Linked DNA regions of Drosophila melanogaster: all the other regions are linked to region 3. A link is a contact called in public Hi-C and HiChIP or PLAC-seq data. All regions are on one chromosome and are shown on one strand. The core of a region is the stretch at or near the end of the contact, and the rest is flanking DNA. Distances in the headings are between cores, read along the strand shown.

The links. A called contact is a pair of places that touch in the nucleus more often than the background predicts. HiChIP or PLAC-seq counts read pairs in DNA pulled down with a chosen protein or histone mark.
Region 1: a Hi-C map of the Kc167 cell line shows a contact between it and region 3, with 3 times the contacts expected there. The contact joins the promoter of CG8028 here to the promoter of CG14207 in region 3. A contact is called at or near these places in 2 of 107 Hi-C or Micro-C datasets (the Kc167 cell line and embryo) and 1 of 6 datasets of contacts at active chromatin or transcription factors (the Kc167 cell line).
Region 2: a contact with region 3 is called in a POLR2A S2P HiChIP or PLAC-seq map of the Kc167 cell line, with 4 times the contacts expected there. The contact joins the promoter of out here to the promoter of CG14207 in region 3. A contact is called at or near these places in 1 of 107 Hi-C or Micro-C datasets (the Kc167 cell line) and 1 of 6 datasets of contacts at active chromatin or transcription factors (the Kc167 cell line).

What each region holds. Positions count from the first base shown.
Region 1 is chrX:19,278,936-19,281,635 of dm6, forward strand. CG8028 reads right to left here and starts at 1,414. Exons shown (of 5, transcript NM_001103561.2): 1 at 1,238-1,414; 2 at 39-1,052. The coding sequence starts at 1,387. It overlaps CG8034, which reads right to left. Exons shown (of 4, transcript NM_133148.5): 4 at 2,297-2,700.
Region 2 is chrX:19,320,851-19,323,550 of dm6, forward strand. out (outsiders) reads right to left here and starts at 1,256. Exons shown (of 5, transcript NM_001298506.1): 1 at 806-1,256.
Region 3 is chrX:19,603,815-19,606,542 of dm6, forward strand. CG14207 reads left to right here and starts at 1,385. Exons shown (of 4, transcript NM_001298517.1): 1 at 1,385-1,868. The coding sequence starts at 1,690.

The DNA of each region.
Region 1 (2,700 bases), core at 164-2,663, 320 kb before region 3:
TCCAGCCCTTAACTGTGGATATTGTGGTAATGACTCACCCTGCTGTATCCCAGCTCAAATAGGTAGACTGGCTGCATGGTGAAGAAGGTGATGTCGGAGTAGAGGGCAAAGGTGATGCCCAGCACGATGTTAACGAAAATGGGCTTCTTCAGCAGCGTGAGATCGAGGAAGTCGACGATGGTGCGCACCCAGCTCTTTTTGGTAGCGTGGGCTGGAGCTACTGCACCTGATGCACCGGCAATCGTGCTCGGACGCCGTGAGGTCTGCAGGCTGTGCATCATCTGGGGCGAGGCGTCACTGACCACCACGGGTCCGGACCAATTGCCCAGGCTGGTGATGCTCGAGGCCCGACTGGACAGAACCTTCAGCATTTGCTCCTCGGCGTGGGAGAGCTTTCGCGCTCCTGGATCAGCGGTATGAAAGTTGGGCTCCTCTCTGGTAGCCTTAAGCGGTGTTTCCGGCTGCACTCTAATCACCACCGTTGGGCTCAACTCCTTGAGTTCCTCCTGCTCCTCGGGCTGGATGGGCACGCGACGCATGTGCCACTCCACTGGGTGCATGACCAGCATCCCGAACACCGCATGAGCATTCAGTCCCGTGAGGATGAGCAGGCAACCGCGGAAGCCGTACCATGACATCAACTTCTGCATGACAATCGGATATAGCATGGAGCCCAAGCCAATCAGTGTCTGGGCAAAGCTCATCCACATCACGCGGTTCTTGACAAAATAATGGTTGAATGTCGTATAGCAGGTGGGCACCATCAGCCCGAAGGCGAATCCCTGAACGACGCTAAAGGCCATGATCAGGTGTAGCGTGGAGGTGGCGAACAACTGCATTCCAGTGCCCAGGAAGTACAAGATGCCGCCAGTGACGCCCACCTGCCGCATTCCAAAGCGCTGGAACAGGGAGCCGGAGAACAGGCCGGCGAAGCTCATCGACGAGAAGAAGGCACTCGTTATGATGGCCATGGCACTCGTCTCCGCTCCAATGCTCTTCAGGAACTCGCCGAAGACCAGGCCAAACGATGGCAAAGCCGCAAGGGCACTTGTCTGTAAGTAATCGTTTGAATTTATGCTAATTGCGTTCTTTATTTATGCCATTATATCATTAGTTCTAGAAAAAAAAAGTTTACTCTGAATTTTATTTAAACTATTTTCCATTCACTTAAGAACCACCTCGATACCCACTGACTTTGCATTTCTTGGCCGATTGAGTTCCCTGCGTTAGTACTTACAAAAGGCAGGGCCATGCCAATGCAGACGAGGATTCCCCAGCCGCCATCGGGTGCCTCCAGTGTGTAGGATTTCGACTTCTTCATCTGGTATGCTGGGCGCGACTGGAGTCGGTGCTCGATCGTCAACCAGACGATCCCAGTCTGAGGCATCCGTCCGTGTGCGTATATCAATCCCATCATATAAGTCGGCGCTACCAGTAGCAGCCTCCTCGATTATCCGCTTATCGCACCTCGGGACTTTATGGCCAAGCTAAGCTTCTTATGACAAAGGTTCATACATAATATGGCTTTCCCGATAAGATTAGCCCAGATACTCGCATACAGTTTACAAATTTCCCTGCGGTGCCGGCCCCCGTCGTGATTTTCAAGCATTTCCGCTAGTGTAAATAGACGAGAGATCGGGTGGGTGGGTTGTCTACGCCCTACTACCACGCCCCCGAATTCCAAATTCCGTGTTGTAATGGTAATGGTACATTTGCGAATAACAAAACAATTTTTGGAGCATCATTTGGGGTCTTTATCGAGAACAAGTTGGCCCGACTCCTACGCTGATAAGAATTTCCAGACCTAGTGCTACGGACAGGTTTGTCACTAGATTTACAACAGTCCTCGTGGGTCGTCGCATACCACACCCTCCTGCGAGATATCTACTGCTTAATTTATACAAACTTAAATTTATTCTTCACGCATTACATTTGTTTACACGCAGACGGTGAGTTTTGCTCAACTCGATACTATAAACGCATAAACTTCGCACTAAATGATGGCGATTATGGGGTTGGGTGTAACTTAACCGGATGTTTGAGTTCCCAAATGATTTTAAAAACCTTGCACTTTTCCTTCAGTTACTCATCTATACCCATTTATTTATCTATTTTAAAGAAGGCTAAGCCGCACGCCTTTTTTTATTTCTAAGATTTCTAAGATCTAATCTGTTGGAATTTGTTAACTTTTCCAGCCTGTGCAGTTCCAGGAAATATTATTCGCAAAAATGCATACTTTTCATCGCTTTATTTTACCAATTTAATATACACACATATTCATATATATATTATTATTATAATATATTATTTAGTAGGGCTACAATATCGGGCAATACATTTCCAAAAGTTCGCTTCAAACGCTTGTATCAAAAACGCTCCTTACTGTTTTACTAATTCGACAAAAATATATATATTTATATATATATACATATATATATATGTATAATCCATGATAAATTTAAGTACCCAAAATATACTTAATCTAGTAGTAATTTGTGTATATAGAATATCCGAATGTCGTCATCTGGGCATCGGCTAGTTTAGTTCTCAGTGTAGCATTCCGCGCCGAGCCCAAAAGTTTGCTACATTGAGTTAACTTGGTCTTTTTCCACGATTTGTCGTGGATTCGTTTGCATTTATTGCTTATCGGTTGGGCTTAGTTATTTCATTAAACAATGCACATAGATCTTACTTATTAAT
Region 2 (2,700 bases), core at 6-2,505, 280 kb before region 3:
ACCCTAATGGCGGCGCCATAAATGCATTCCCGCTCTCGAAAACGTGGACTCCTTCCATTCCGGCTTCGGCACCCGGACACACGGATTTCCAGATTCAGGACAGCACCTGAGGCCTGTCAGGCGGCGGGGTGGCGGTGGCTTTGAGGAAGGGGGAAGAGCAAGGCACCAGCACATCATAAAAATGTGTAATTCAATTTGGTAAACATTTTCTGCTCCCCGTCGATGGTTAGATGAAAAAAAAATGCACATGAAAAATGCTGAAACCTTTGGCAAAACTCAATTTGGTTCCGGGATCAGATCAGACTGGGCAGGGGATTATGGTTTGGACTAGACGGATTCCACCCACCATGTGAACTAATCACTTGGCCAGTGGTTATTATGGAAACTTCAGCTAATTCTTAAACTCAATTTGGGTTCTCACACTCTCTCACAGAGAGAGAGAGAGAGAGAAATCCTATAAGGTTTAATTCACGAATTTCCAAATCACACGTTTTTAATGCCTTCTAATTACGGTTTATGCTCAAAAGCAAAGCTTCTGAAAATCCCCTACCCCCAAAACAGTGGGCTACATTTGTCTTGGGCATAGTTTGAAAATTTCACAAAATCTTATTAATCTTCTTAATCTTCTTATATTGAATCACAAATAACAGTCACACATCACGTAAATTAAAAGCATGATTACTTTCTTAAAACGCGTTCCTATCGGTATAGTACATATGTATATTTGCAAATGCAATAAATTCTTGTTCAGTTCTTTTGCCACACTTAACTAACATCTTCACTTGTTGATCGACACGAGACTTACGGTGGTAACTTGTTGCCAATTTGCCTTCGGGTGTGTTGGAAATCACAGGTTAGCCAGATGTCTTGATGATCTGCTAATTCTAGCACTTTTCCCCCTGCGCTGTGTGCAGCACAGAGATTTCAAAAATATATGCACAGTAACAAAAAGAGAGTTCAAATACGACGACGAAACACGACGGATACGGATAACAAACAGCAAGTGCCGCAGAACGGAACAGCGTTAAAAAACAGCGTGTGGCTCAGCTGTTCTCTTCGGACGGCACACAATAATATTTGTACTGCTGCTGCTGCTGCTGCGCTTGGTGTTTCTAACAAACAATAACTCTTTCGTGGTAGCCAACTTCTTCTTTCGCTCCGTGTACGTCCGCTCGTTGGTGTGTTTACTGTTACGCGGCCAGCAGTCGACTTGCTGCTATTCCACTGCTGCGGTCTGCTTTATAGCATTCTCTACGCCAAAGCAAAGCAAAGTCACTGGCAAAGCAAAACGGCGGAACGAGAGCGAGATGGTCGGAGAGAGCTGGCCCGTACACTGAGAGAAATTTGCATTGGGCAAGCAAGAGAGAATGTAAATCTCTTGACCAAGGATCACATTACACATCACATGCTTGGCATGCTAGCAAATTCCCAATTTTATTTATTTTATATAATTACGTTGTTAAGCATAAGCTTATGAATGTTTCGGTTCTGAAATTCGTTAGCTTAAGTCCCTGGTACAAATTTGTAATTAACCGAAATTAATAAAATTTTTTTTTGCTCTGTACCGCCGGCGGAAGGCGGGAAGAGTGTGAACTTCTCTCTTCGTGCGTGGGCAGCGCCAGGATAGACGACGATGCACCGTAAGTGCAGCAGGAATCGCGGCAGAGGATGCAATGCAGCATTTAGCCATCCCAATTAGCAGTTGCCGGGCAATAGCCTTCCCTCTCTCTCCACCTGTCTCTTTCTCTGTCTCTCTGTCTTGGCCTGGGCGACCCCTCTCTATCGCACTCTCACAAGACCGGCTCAACAGTGGGCTGTGATGTGATTTGGCAAATGTGTTTACACCATCATGATGACGACGTAGAACTTGGACTGTTGAATAGATCCGCTCAGAGATCTTATTGCACTGAACAAAAATTCCGTTTCTTTTGACATGTTTTTGTTTAGCTTTGAGCTGAACACGTTTCTAAATTAATAAGAAATATAATAGAAATTATTATGCTTAACTAATTTTGGAAAAAGGCAAAATTATTGGCTCAAATTAATACAAAAATATAATAAGAATAAGAATAATTATCTGCGTTCAGAAATCATCTTATGGGAAAAAAGAGAGAGCTACAAACAGACAGAGAGAGAGAGAGAGACAGAGAGTAAGGGGAAAATAGATCTTTATAGAGCCGCTCTATGGCCGACCAACTGTTGCCACTTGCCGGCCACACAGCAAGTTCAAAGGTCGCAGGCCAGGTAGACAGTAGCCACTAATTGGTTGGTAGACAAATACCCATACACAGAGAACAATTTTGAACTTCGGTGCTGATGAATACAAAAAAATAAAAATGTATGCACAAACATATGCAAATGAATTTATAATTCATACCTGATATCTATTGCATATTTAGGTCCTTTAAAACATAAAAACATTAATGAACTCATGATTAACCAAAGTTAACTGTGTAGCAAAATTTGGTTGGGCTAGATTAAGTATTGAGTCCTCACTCGTAGCAACCCCTAAGAGGTTTTCTAGGGTTAACCACAATTAACGATCGTTTGGTCGCTCGTAAAAAAAAAGAACAATTACGATTTTATCCCTTCCTGTAATATTTTAAGGATTCCGTATATCCTATTTCTCATTTTTACGACGGCAATAAAGTAATTATGTAAACCATTTACCTTAATCCCCATCAATTTAAAGAAAAGAAA
Region 3 (2,728 bases), core at 135-2,634:
GTTCATAAAACTTATGAATATATATCGCACATTTTTTCTGCAGTTGCAACTTTGCAATCCGGCTCTCATTAATTTCAATTTAAATTTTAATTCCCCTGGCCGACGCTCCCTAAAAGGAATTGAATCGAATCGAATGGACTCGACTTGGCTCGATTCCCGATTCTCGACTCCGACCGCCAATGTCACGCGGCTGAGTCATTTCGCATTTGTTTACAAACAAACCGATGCGGCGGAGTGGGTAGTACCATGGATATGGCCAAGCACACTGGCAGAAAACGACACAGATACTAAGATACTATAATGCCTCTCTGTTAGATTAGGAAACATATCCTATTATAGCTAACAAGCTTACAACAGTACAATTTCCAATCTTAGCTCAGCATAGAGATATTTAAATTTACATATGTATATATGACATATATTTTTCTGCGTGTATTTGGGCCGCCAACGTTCTCCACCCACCCGGTCTAATATTGGGATTTATCGATTCGCACAATGGGCGGAATTGGCTTTTTGATTTAAGGTCTTAATGATGATGAGCTCTGGGTGTAAGTAACCCCGCGAATATGGACAAGATATCGTGGGCCATCACGCCATAGATGTTCTATTTTAGGACGATGGATAATGCCAACCCACCGCAGGACGGAAAATGCACTTTCCACCAATGTGCAACTCTCTCTCTCTCTCTCTCTCTTTCTCTCTATACCGAAGATCATTTCCCAAAACGGTAGGAAGCGTTGATCGGTTAACCGGTTAACTCAACACGACTCATACTCACACTTTCCACTCGCACTCACAGCACACAAATGCTGAACCAGATGCAATTGGAATCACAGTTCGAGGAACTCACTTCCATGACTGAATGGCTCCCACGCGAGAAGTTTTAAGCATACTTATCAAGATCAAGTTGATCATCAACTAATTAATTGTTGCTAATTGAACACTTGTTCCTAGAAAGTTTTTTAGGAGCTTTGAAATGTGTTATGTTATTTCATTGCATTTATGAATTACTAGCTTATTAACGGAAAATAAATCATGGCTTCCTTGTTTTCGGTCATTTTGTATAAACCAAATTTGTCTTACAACTATTGTTTCACTTCTAAATGTGTTCCCCGTGCGTCATTATTTCCATAAAATACAAAATCAATACAGCGAATATAGTGTTTTGGGTGGTCCGCTAACGATTAGTGGTTAAAGTACGCTTAAACAATTCCCTTTGCGGATAGAAGTTCTTTTTGATCCAATGGCAATAGAAACATAATCAAATCCGCAAATCGATGACTAAATGCGGCTTCATCGGTCTATCGATATCGCCACACTGCTGCGCAGCGGCAATCGAAGTACAATCGGTACGAAAGCTATAAAAGCAAAGACACACTGTGAATGCAAAACAGTTCAGAAATTGAAACGCGGCTATCTGTGCGATACGTCCAACCGAAATCACACACTTGAACGTCTTGAGTTTCGAATACATATAGAAAACCCATCGAGTTCCCTTTTTTTTTGGTTGCTCCGTCGATTAGCAAGTGAACAAGCTCGAAAGCGCGTTGAGCAGAACAGAACAGAACAGAGAATAATAGAACGGTATACAGTATATACAGTATATACGGTATACAGTGTACAGCGAAGAGATTGGAGATTCCATCTAGCGAAGCAACCACCAAATAAACCACCACAAACAGCACAACAATGGCCGAGGCTAACAAGAGGAATATCCCCATCAAGCTGGGCGACTTCAGCGTCATCGACACGGAGTTCAGCAACATCCGCGAGCGCTTCGACTCCGAGATGCGCAAAATGGAGGAGGAGATGGCCAAGTTCCGTCACGAGCTGATGAACCGCGAGGCGAACTTCTTCGAGTCCACCAGGTAAGCGTAATAGTGATACAAGTGGGATCCCAACACTGGGATAATTCCACATAGCCTGATTCTACCGGGTGTACTGCGATGGAACCCAATCCCGAATCGCTCGACTCATCGCCTCGTTGTTGGCTCCTCTAAATATAGGCGCACATCTTGCCACATCGCCCACTGGTCTGGAGCTCTTCACCCACAGATTCTCCTACGTATGTACATATGTACATACGTGCATACATACATATGTATGTACTAAACAGTGGGCCTCATAGGAGGCGAGCGGCCCGCTTCAATTCTCGCCCCAGATACACTATGTGTATTTCTTTGCCGTCGCTCTGGGGGAGGATGAGTCACCAGTTCTAAATTCTCCGCCGCTGTCTCCGGCCAAGAAACACATGTGTATCTGCTGCCCGCCACCCGCTAGTAAATCCCCCTCCCCCGCCCCGGCACATGGCTAGCCAGCGTCTTGTGCCCTCCCCTTTCGCTCGATCTCGAGTCCCATACGGTTTATGCAACCGTTATGTAGGGCATAACGGAATTTTTCGAACTTTGAGAATCACCTGTGCCAAGATATTCCGTTATATGTGTGTGTGTGTGTGGGTTTCTAGCTGAGCAGAAAAATGTAATTGTTGATAATGAGATAAGATATTAAAATCTGGTCTCTGCGAGCAAAATTAAATATTTGAAAACGCAAAGCATTGAAACGATCGGTGGCACACATGAATAATGTTCATTAAATCTCTAACTATTTCCATTTGTAGTTACTTGTTTTTAAAGCATACATAAGTGACAAACGCGTTTACCTAGCAATCTATTTCCATTTGCAAGTCAATTAAGTGATTCGGCGGTATTTTAACACCCTCGCATATTCA